Linked DNA regions of Ovis aries: region 1 is linked to region 2. Evidence: chromatin contacts called from public Hi-C data. All regions are on one chromosome and are shown on one strand. The core of a region is the stretch at or near the end of the contact, and the rest is flanking DNA. Distances in the headings are between cores, read along the strand shown. Region 1 overlaps NFIA (nuclear factor I A). Region 2 overlaps LOC105612174 (a long non-coding RNA gene).

Region 1 (5,834 bases), core at 557-3,056, 200 kb after region 2:
AGCAATTTATCAATGCATTCCAAACTATTCTAGCACCGTTTACGTCATCTACTGCAGATACTGTCATTCAATAAAGAGACATCTAATAGTATCAGGATTTTAGACTGATCCGCTTCAGCATAATGTTTTCCTATGTCATGCTCTAATTTGAATAATCATTTAATTAATTGTTTCACTCTGTATGATATTATTGAAGTAAAATAGTTCCTGAATTGAATTTCAGTAGAAATTTTAAAGTTTAGTCTTAAAGTTTAAAAAGCACTGCAGTATTATAAACAGTGTAAATAGTGCATGGATTTAGCCTTTTAGGTGCTGTATGGAATTATATCACAGTTGAAACCAAGATAGAAGCCAGATATCCATCATGCCCTCAAGATACTTTAAAATTTAAATAACAGATATTTGATTGGGGATATTATTTAATGACTTGAAAGTTTTTTTTGATATCACAAGAATCAAAATATTTTAAGTTTTATCATATTTATGATTTAACAATAATTATAGACTCATAGACAATTTAGTTCATTTAGTTTTTTTTCCCATAAAACCATAAACAATATGGTCTTTTTTTTTACCATAAATGATCCTCTATAATATAATATTAAATACTTACAGCATTGAAAGGAAGATACTAAATTGTATATTAATATATTGTTTATTTTAGTAAGGAAAAGATATTTCAGATTATTAGATTGTTATTTTCCTTTTCCATATGGTGGTAAAATTGCCATCCAGTGCCATGTAGTTAATTCAACCTTCTACAAAATGACATAATTCTGGTAATGATGCCAGAGTCACAGCAATGCAAAATTATCACTTTTATTTCAGGTTTGTAGCCATCAAGAAATGTTTTTAAGGACGGAAGTTATTTTTGGTTGAGTCAGAAACACAAACTTACGGAGAAAGAGTGAAGTTGACTATAACAGTAGTGTCAGAAAGTACAACTCCTCGTTTTGGAAAAATAGTATTATGTACAAGTTTTCTCTTTTTGCTTTCTTTTAGGCTAGTTCTTAAGATAACATTTGTTCTTGTCTTTTGGGTAATTATATTAAAGGTCCTTAAGATAGTGTCCATGAACTCATAGAACATTACGTGGGACACAGTCTGCATTTTGGAATCATTCTCTAGAATTGTACTTCGCGGGGTGTGGTGACAGCCCTTCTCCCTTCTATTTTATGTCTTGAAATTGAACCGGCTTGTGAATGTTTTGACATAAATTGTGGCTGTGTTTTTGGCCATCTCTTTCCTTCTTCATACCCTCCACTTCCCTGCTCACTGGTGTCCCTCCAGGATTGATTTTTAAGAACTTGTGTGCTAAAGGGTTAAAGAATCACATTTTCAGCTGCTTCAGCGTGATGTATTTAAGAAAATTGGGGTGTCATTTCCTTTGGTGAAGATGTTATAAAATGTTTGGTTGGCAAGATTTATTGAGGGTTAGTCTACCTGATACCACACTGTATTGTTGAATGTGGACTATTTTTAACTAGCCTTCTATTTAAACAGTGTCAGCGAATTCTGAGCGCTTGCCAAACACATTCTCAAAATGGTTGCCAAGCTGTAAGATGGCTGCCAAGGTCTGAGCACACCGAACAGGTTCAAAATGGTGACCAAGTTCACAGGATCTGTTGGTCAGATTCCCCCACTGCCACCCTTAACCACCCCCCTCCCCAACACACAACTACCACCCAAAAAGGAAAGGGGAAAAAAACCCCGAAGATGCAAGACTTGGCACCAACTCCTTGGCACGAGTGGTTGTAGTATCATCCAGAGATTCAAGTAGTCACCGTGTACTCCTTGCTTCCCATGCTTGGCAGAAGACTGTTCAGGGGACTGCGTGAGGTGAAAACGCCACCGTGAAACAACAGGGCCATTTTCTCCACCTGATCTAATATGCACCAAATAATTCTTTAGAAAGGGGTTGAGTGGGGGCAGGGGGAGACTCGACGAAGCAGTGCTTTCAAAGAGCTTTCTAACCGAGATCCAAGAGCGTTAAGCAAGGCTTCGGGCTGTGCCTTTTTGTACTGCCTGCCTTAAGTGGCACAAACTTTATATACAACAGGTTTAAGATTTATTTTAGTTTTGCATTTGTTTACTTAAGTTTATAGCAATTGCTTTCTGGCAGTTGTGCTACTTAGCAGATTGAAATAAAATCATAAGGGTGAATTAAAACATACTGCTGTTAGTGCTGATTAGAATTTTAGCTTAGTGTAAATACCGGATGCAGGGTCCAACTTCTCAGACACTTGGCATGAGCTCAACAGGGATCTCCAGGCTACACAGGAGACAGTGTGTGTGTACTTGGATGCTTTTAAAATTCTTGGATAGGTGGAGCATACTACTTCTGCTGGCATGTTAGTTCATTGTGCTGCCTGCGTAATGTGCTTGGGTTCCAAGGTAGACAGGGAAGCTGGGGAAATCACAATAAGGGAAAAGAGCTGGAACTTGAAAAACAAAACCTGGACAAAGGATTTTAATGAGACCCTGTGAAGTTATTACTGTGTGTTTTGGTTATTAAACATAAATAACTAATGCTGAACAAAGTAGAACTGTAGGGTTTGCGATATTTGGAACAATGACCTAATGGTGAGTATATTTCTACAACTTGTTAAAATTCTTCTCTGTGTGACACTTTAAAAAATATGCTTGGTGAATTAACTTCTCCAGGCCGTCAGTTTACTCAGGGAATTCCTTAAATAGGTCTTCTGTTTTATATCAGCTGTGGGCTAGGTTTTATGTTCTGATGAAATCCTGAATTCCTAAAGAGAATTTTTAATTGATAGAACATTTTATTAAATACTTAAGTCGCTATACAAAAAAGCTGGTTGTCATGAAGGGCGTGTTTTGTTTTGTGTCCATCACTAGTGGCATTGGCTAGTGATAATATTATAGTAATGTAGTTTATATAGTTTGAGCTCTTGGCAGTCAGAAGTTTTAGGATTTGTTCAGTCATGGAGAGCTGTTTAGTAGCCAGGTTACACTTGGTATACACTCTGTTGTAAGAGGTAGCCAAGAAATGTGGCTTCTCGGTTCTTTTATTATTTTTTTAAAACTGATATCAGTAAAAAACAAAAACGAAACCTTTGTGTTTAGTTAACAATGACTGTAGCTCTTGTAGTTCTTTTCCAGTCTCTTCACTCCTGATAGGCATTGTCAGCCAAGGCCCAGCCATTCAATAGGTGAAACCAAATGTTATTGACAGTGCTGAAATTTGAACTTTGCATCTTTCAGTGTAAAAGATCAATGCCCATTAAGATGTTTCAGCTCTGAAAGTTTCAACATAGAGCTACCTAGGCTTTTAGAGGTTAGCTGGGCAAATGTGTATGTGATATGAAAATTGCATTGCAGATGCCTTAATATATATTAAGGCATTAATATATACTCTGTAAGAGTATATTTGCAATGTTATATGATATTACAAATGTAAGCTAGTTTAATTAAAAACACTTCTTGCTAATTCTTATATATTTTAATGTGAATTAATTACAAGGAACTTGAGTAAAACCTTTCTTTCTGAATTAAAAATCAGGAGTTCATGCCTCCTTACAATGAATCATAGTACATGTATAATCTTCAAATTAGGAACGTATAAGTAGTACTTATTATTACCTGTCAAATTTCCTATTCTTTTCTAGTATATATTTTTCATTGGCAGTTTATTTAAGTGAATGATATTGTTATAGAAAGGTAAATATGAAATCCCTAGAAATATTCTATTTTTACTTTGCTCATATTATATCCATGAATACGTAAGCAAATAGAATTTTTTCATGTTGCCTGAAACGTGAGGTAGTTCTAAAATTTGTAGTATAGAAGGCCATTCAGGCAATGTTTAGGGAGGTAGAATAAAGCAGAGTGTTGTAAATTCACAGATAATTCAGCATTCTCGCTTCTGTGAAAAGCAGTATTTTTCAATATGTTTAAGAAAAACTTTGCCATTGTAAGACATAGTCCATATTTTCTGTTAGTGAAGTACAAAATCATTTCTTCAGGAATTTTTTCTATTAGTCTTTCCAAAGTGAATATTTTAATTTAACAAGATTGTGTTTTAAACTTATGTTGTGGTCTATTTGGCATTTTACCCTTTTTTTTACCTAGTATACATGTATAATTAGTACATGGGGTGTATGTGTATACTTGTTCTACCCAAGTATGTATAGAGATATAAAATTTACTTTCTATATAGTAGCTTTCTGCATAGGGCAACCCAAACAGCTGTTATTCCTTTTTATAGCTTCTTTAATCTATGTGCCAACAAGTCAGTTTACAAAATCTGTTTTGTTGATGACTGCTGCGATAATAATTGTGGTGTTTTGTGGCTTGGCAAAAGGCTGGGGTCTCCTCTGAGGACTCGTGCCAAAGGCTTTGAAGGGGTTGAGGTGGATTCACTGCCAAAATGAGTCACCACTCTCTATTTTATTTAGTGTCCTTCTGCCAAGGCCTTAGACACTTTCTGTTTTCATTCTTTTGTAGGCTTTCCTCCCCACATTGTGGTTTTCTTCACAGCCAGAGGCCTGGGTCTGCCAGGATAGGTGAGAGAAACTGGCTGCCCTTCACTAAACGCCAGTGTGCAGTGGAGCTGGAGGGATGGGGTTAGCTGTTGTGTTCCTTGAATGAATGTGAGTTTAATTATACAGTTATGAATCCTAAATAAAATGATGGATAATCTGGTTCACTCTAATCACCTGGATTTGGGTTAGAAATTCTCAGAAGAGTAGTTATTATTTATTTTAAAGTAGCATCCAAATAAAGTGACAGTGTTTTAATGCTTTTCATAATTGATTGTTGAAAACCTTAGATTATTCACGAGTACTGGCTGCAGGCCCAAATCTTGAATTTTTCCTCAAACAAAAGAGTACCATCCCCTTCCTTTTTAAATACCATAATATTTTGTTTCAGATAAACTATTTTATATGCATGCCTAATAGTTTTCAAAGAATAATCCTAAAAATTTTATTTCTGCCTGTCTAGATTTAAGTTCTCACTGATGAGTGGACTCTGAACTATGAACTGCTAGTTGTTATCTAAGATAGATTACAGATTTAAGTATTTTTCTCTTCCTTAAATTCTTTTAATAGATTGAGATAAGTTGGACTAAATATCCTCTTGCTGCTGCTGCTGCTGAGTTGCTTCAGTCGTGTCCAACTCTGTGCGACCCCAGAGACGGCAGCCTACCAGGCTCCCTCCCCTGTCCCTGGGATTCTCCAGGCAAGAACACTGGAGTGGGTTGCCATTTCCTTCTCCAATGCATGAAAGTGAAAAGTGAAAGTGAAGTCGCTCAGTCTTGCCCGACTTCACGACCCCATGGACTGCAGCCTACCAGGCTCCTCCGCCCATGGGATTTTCCAGGCAAGAGTGCTGGAGTGGGGTGCCATTGCCTTCTCCATCCTCTTGCTAGATTCTTCTAACTCAGATATGTTATACATATAGAAAGATGACTGGTATAAATCTGAATCTTTAAAATATAAGCAAAAATGGCATTTTGTACATTACTGTTTATTTTTCTTCAGTCCCTAAGTCGTGTCCAACTGTTTGCGACCCTTGGACTGTAGCATGCCAGGCTCCCATCACTATCTCCTGGAGTTTGCTTAACTATATGTCCGTTGAGTTGATGATGCTATCCAACCATCATTACTATGAGGAGTACTTAATTGGACCTTTGATTACTTTGGCCCCAAAATTTCAGATGACTTTTTTCTAACTTATGACACCATCCTAAAAGCGAATAAACTGTATATGCAGAAGTAAATTGACGGGCATAGCTTTTGTTTTGTTAAGTACCCATTCATTGTGTTATATCTTTAAACATGGTCTACATTATAACATCCCCTGAAAAC
Region 2 (5,722 bases), core at 2,872-5,371:
CACATACACAACCATGTGTGAAGCACTGAACCAGGGACTAGCAGTTATTAAGAATCAAAATAGGAATTTGCAAGCTGATTAAAGAGAATAAAATTCAAAAAAGGGGATAAAATGGTCTCATTAAAAAAATCAAATGGTGCAGCCAGGCTGTTTGCAACTAAAGGGTAGGTAAAATTAGAATTGGCTGTTGGGAGTCCCAGAACTTCTGTACCTGGGCAACCCTGCAAGTAAACTGGTCAGAGGTGATTCTGTGTTCTCACAGCACAGGAAAGACAATAGAGATTGAGGTGATGGTGGCAAGAAAAAGAGCCGCTCATTCGCGCTGGAGAAAGTTGGACAAGTAAATCAAGGCCAGATTGGAGAAGGCTGAGGGACCTGGGATTGAGTGGATAGAGTAGGAAAACCTTGTGCTTTGGGGCCAGTCTAGACTAAGTCTGAATCTCCTTTATGCCTCTTAGAAGTTGTAATTAGGAGCCTCTGTTCACCTCTGTGAGGCATTAATTATGCCTCAATGCTATGAGCATTATACACGGTTGTATGAGACAATGTTCTTGGCCCTAATACATTTAGTATTGATATAACCCTTTCTTTCAACTATTTCAAATGTTGTCATGCATGATCTCTAGGCTTCTTCAAAGCATCTATAAGGTTATTTAAATAACCATATGTCTATGCTCTTCTTGCTTAAATCCAGCCAGCTCTGTTGCCTCCAGACACTAAGGAGTCCATGCTATACCGCTATGTTTTATAGCATCTAAATTATTGGAAAATGTTTAATTTCTACCATAGCTTCTAGTATAATCAACTTTCTGAGCAACTATCCCATCAGATTAGTCCATCTGATGCCAATCACATATAACATGGGTTTATTAGACCCTCACCAATGGCTTTAGCTGAAAATTCATCTTCATGAAGAGGAGCAGCAGTTAAGTTTCTCAAACAACCCTCACACCTGTGGCCTGCAGCCCACATTCAGAAGCTCTGAGACTGCAACTTAGGAAGGTCAGGCTGTGATTCACCATAGGTAATATGAAGAATACAAATGAGTTTCAAAGTGACATATAGACTGGACCCCCACTCTGTCCTTTCATTACTAAAAAGAGCCCTGGATTGCTCACTGTTGCTGTTGGGGAAAGGTACCAAAAAGAAGTAGCTAAGATCTCCAGATACGTGCCCAACACACCCCAACCAATATGTGTTTCCATGACACAGAAGCACAATTACACATCCGAGAATAAAACAAATGTCTCCAAAGTACAATGCTGTCTATTATAAAATCTCATTATAAAATGAGGCCATAAGCTATAGTTCCCACTTATCTAAAGTATTCAACATTCATTCTTTTATCTAACCATACCTGAAGATGATGAAATTTGTAACTGAAATTCTAGGATGAAGATAGTAATTTCAGAAGAGAAACATGTCAGCTTAATGTATGAGGTGGAGTCTGTGTTCTCCAAACATTAACCCCACCACTTTATTATGATAGAACTAAGACATGGACCTAGGGAGTGGGAGAGAGCAAGAAGTTTCTACGTTGAAGTTTAGAATGTAAATCTCAAGAGAATTGCTCCTGCATTTCTTCATACTTCTGCCAGCACTCAGAACAGGGTGGAACACACAAAATAAATTCCATGAGTAGGTGCTGGTTTCAGATGGTGTTTCTTCACAAAGCCCTCTTACCTAATTACCAAACTGGTCCCCAAAAGCTGACCATCCAAAGCCATCTGACATGCACACATTTACATCCAATACCCCAACCCAAAGCCTCTTTAACTTCCGTTGTGCTATATTTGCATGCGTGCAAAGTTGCTTCAGTCATGGCGGACTCTTTGTGATCCTATGGACTCTAGCCGACCAGGCTCCTCTTTCTGTGGGGATTCTCCAGGCAATAAATGTTTGTTATGTTTAGTTATTCTGAAAAGTGAAAAGAAGGTATTCTGGGTAGGAATGCACCATATTCTACCACACCTTCAACATGGTTTGATTTGGTGCCTAGGTAGATAAGAAGAAGGGGAGTTAGTGAGTCATTGTTACACAATTTGGAAAAACAAAAGTACTGAAAGGAGTATAATTTTCCTGCCAAATAATCCAATCCTTTCATCATGAACTGTTACTATTCCATGGATGCAGGTATCAGCAAAAATATTTAATATTCAAAATTACTTATTGTAAATAATTTTTGTAACCAAATCTACAAAGGACCATCACTATGGGTCAGATGCCAGGATTTTGCCATAGCTACATTATACAAAAATTTTCAGTGTGATAGTATGCTATAAAGAGATTTGGTTGGTTTGGTCACTAAATATGTTACTCATATTTGTTAATGAGTAACTAGATCAACTCATTGTTTGGCTTCTCCCATGGTACACACGCCACCTTCCTCCACCATCAATATTTCCTTATGAAATGTAATACTCGACCATTGCTAAAGGCCATAAACACCATCTTCTACCACACCTTCAACATGGCAAAACCACCAAGATGCCACTTCTCCAAGTGACCTTTCCCAATAACTTGTAGCAGTGTCCCAAAGCTAGTTGGAACCATATTAAGTTATGGTGCAACAGAGGCACCTGGATGTATAATCAGAAGAGCTAGGCTCTTCATGACCTGGCTCCACCACTTCTCTGAAGGATTTTAAGTGACCCCCTATTCTCCTACTCTCTAACCCCCAACCCCCATATACCTGAACCAAGCTTTCCTCTTCTATGAAGAATGAACTTGAGGTCCTACTTCATGGAAGTGTTATGAGAATCACATGCACATAGTAGGTGCTTAAATTGATGTTAAAGGTAGATTCTGAAATGTAGATCTGAGTTGTTGACATAGGAAAATTTCTTGAAGAAACAAAATATACCAACTATTCTTTGTATCCTCTTTATTTCCTCATATTCAAAATGAGAATAACATAAACAATGTAAGGTGATAAAAATGAAATGAGATAATACTGTGTGTGTGCGTGCTCAGTTGTGTCTGACTCTTTGTGACCCTATAGATTGAAGCCCACCAGCCTACTCTGGCCATGGGATTCTCCAGACAATAATAGTGTGGTTTGCCATGCCCTCCTCCAGGGGATCTTCCCAACCCAGGGATCAAACCTGTGTCTCTCTCTAGTCTCCTGCACTGGCAGGCAGGTTCTTTACCACTAGTGTCGCCTGGGAAGCCCCAAAATAGCAATAGTAAGTTATCCATATTAGAATGCTATTATTTGTCTAAGAGGAGGGGATTAGCTAGAGAAAGTAGTTATCACAACTTCTACTGACGGGTCCTTCTAATCAGACACTCATCTCTCTCTGGCTCGCTCTACCCTCTTCTAAGGCCCTAATCTTCAAAAAACAGAAAACAGTAGACAAGGGCTTATAAGTTAGATTTGTTAGAGTAAAAGACATTTTTTTCCTTATTAAAAATCGCTGAAAGCTCCCTCTAGAAGGCATCGCATAGTACGCTGTTTAACTCTAGAAAGGATCCTGTCAGACAGGTATCACTATTCCCCTTTTTAAAGGATGACGAAATCAAGACTCAGAAAAATCAAGTAACCTGTCTAAGGTCACAGGGCCACTCTTAGTGAAACAAGCTGCACTCCCTCGGACTAGCCCGGAGGAGGGATTTCTTTGATCCACGAATTCCCGGATTCCTGTGTTTACTACCCCAACCCCCTACTCCCCAAAAGTTCATTCTCAGTGCCCTCGGGACTCCCTCTTCTTCTAACAGTTCCGTTAATTCTGGAGCTCAGAACTCAGACTCAGGATCAGAGAGACGGCTCCCTGGACAAAACCGGGCCCTGCTTCTTCCCCTGGGTCTCTTTTTCTTGACCGGCAGTTTCTCCCCTTCTCCCTTCTGCAATCTGGAACTCGCCTGCAGGTGGCGCCCTGATTCGCTCGGGGAACTTGGAGGGCGAGGACACCGGTCACCAGCGGCCTCCCTTCAAGGCCATTTTAAATAGTCCCTTGGCTGGCGCCCTGCACAGGAACCCTGGTAATGCGGTCATGCCCCCCGCCCCCGCCCCTGCCCCAGCCCGGTCTCTCTTCCTCTCCCCCGCCTCGCCCCTCCGCTCCCGTCCCCTGCCCCCTCCGGCCGGTGCGGTGCGGGAGCTGTCTGTCGGCGCTTCCTCCGAGGTCGGGCTAGGGAGCGGATCTCCAAGCGCTCTAGGCCGAGCCTGGGGCTCCGAGGTGGTGCTCCGACCCCAGAGCCTCCGCCGGCCCTCCCCCTTCCCCCATCCCCCACCCCCGGTGCTGCAGCTGTAGCGGGGGTGGAGGGATCGGGGGAAGAGTGTGACCCGTGAATGCTGGGCGAGGCGGGGCAGCTTTAAAAACTTCTGAAAGGCCACGTTCAAAGCCTCCAGGGACCGAACTTGGGCCGGAAGGCGGTTTCCACGGAGGGGGCCTAAAAGGGGGCGGAGGGTGCACCTGCAGGGGCGGGAGCGCGCTGCCTGGGAAGAGGGTCTGGGTACCCAGGAACCCTGAAGCCCGGGCCCGGCACTCGCCACCTGGCCCCAGCCTCCTCCGCCCCAAGCCCTTGCCCCCTCGGGGAGCCAGCGGCCCCTCCCGGGACTTTGCTTTCATCCTCCCGGCGGGATGGCAGTGGGGCGGGGTGGGAGCCTTTTTGGGCCGCGTGTTCCCTGCGGGGTCTTCCTTCCCTCCGGCCCCTCCTTAAGAACCAGAGGTTTTGCAGCAAAGTTGAATTCCCGGATTTTAATTCCAGTCCACCCGGGTGGGAGACGGCTGAGGAAGTGGGCATCGCGATGGAGGAAACGTTCCCACTTTACTTCCCACCCCCATAAAAATCACTGGGGAGGGTGAGAAGGAAGAGAAAAGGAGAGGAGGGGGCCCACGCTGGGGGTGAGGAGGTGGGTAGAGGGTGGCCAGGGTCGCATAGTGGTGAACCGGATAGTGGTCCGGGCGGGCGGCGTCTGTGCGCCTCGGCTGTGCCATCTGGGGGCACATCGGGAGGGGCAGCCGCTGGCCAGGGCCGCTCTTGAACAGACAGCTGACGCGGTCCCTCACGGGTCAGAGGGGGAAGGACTAAAGGGATTTTCACTAGTATGAGGATCTCCAGGCCCAAAGTCCTTCCTCTTGAGGCTCTTGAATTAATTAGGTAAATGATTTCCTTCATTGGTAGTTTCTGAAGAAGACATTTTCTGGTATCTTCTGAAACGGAGCGCTTTAGCCAGGTAGCAAATACAGGGAGGGTTCCCTTAGGACGGTATCCACTCCTGCAGTCTCTCGGGGCGTGAACAGATGGGTGGGTTAGTGGGAGCACCTGGGGATACGTAGACATGGAATCGAACAAAGCTCCTGAGTTAAGGAAGAAAAAGAGCTACTGAAAATAGAGTCGCTTGAAAATAAACAACATAAATTTTATTATTTTGCTTGGCGTTCTTTTCCTTGATCTGAGAAAGTAAAATAAATGAGTTTGGTTTTTTTTTCCAATTAGCATTTATTACATTTTCTCAAAGGCCTTGAAAGAGTTATTTTAATAAATTTGAAGAACAATAGTGCTGGCATTAAAGAGATGAGAACCGATCGCTAGGCTCCAGGAGAGTTTAGCTGCAACACTAACTTCAAATTTAGTGTCTTTATGTATTAAAAAAAAAAAAAAATAGGGCAGCGTTTTTATTAACTCATAACTTTAGGAGGTAGGGAACACTAAAAAAGAAAGAGACCTAAGGAAAAATAAAGCAATGGGAACAAAAAGAAACGAGATTAATTGTAACAGT

The links. Hi-C and Micro-C count contacts between places; a contact is called where the count stands out from the background.
Region 1: a Hi-C map of hypothalamus shows a contact between it and region 2, with 5 times the contacts expected there. The contact joins two enhancer-like sites. A contact is called at or near these places in 2 of 16 Hi-C or Micro-C datasets (hypothalamus and muscle).

The regions. Positions count from the first base shown.
Region 1 is chr1:36,486,760-36,492,593 of ARS-UI_Ramb_v3.0, forward strand. All of the region lies in intron 2 of NFIA (nuclear factor I A), which reads left to right. Among named protein-coding and RNA genes, the nearest start is that of NFIA, 170 kb to the left of the region's middle. Within about 2 kb of position 1,807, at least 23 of the 54 cell types and tissues checked have an H3K27ac peak or open chromatin away from gene starts, as enhancers often do. A contact at or near this core is called in hypothalamus and muscle, where this site is marked.
Region 2 is chr1:36,287,535-36,293,256 of ARS-UI_Ramb_v3.0, forward strand. LOC105612174 (a long non-coding RNA gene) reads right to left here. Exons shown (of 6, transcript XR_009599378.1): 6 at 4,683-5,265. Among named protein-coding and RNA genes, the nearest start is that of NFIA, 28 kb to the right of the region's middle. Within about 2 kb of position 4,122, at least 36 of the 54 cell types and tissues checked have an H3K27ac peak or open chromatin away from gene starts, as enhancers often do. A contact at or near this core is called in hypothalamus and muscle, where this site is marked.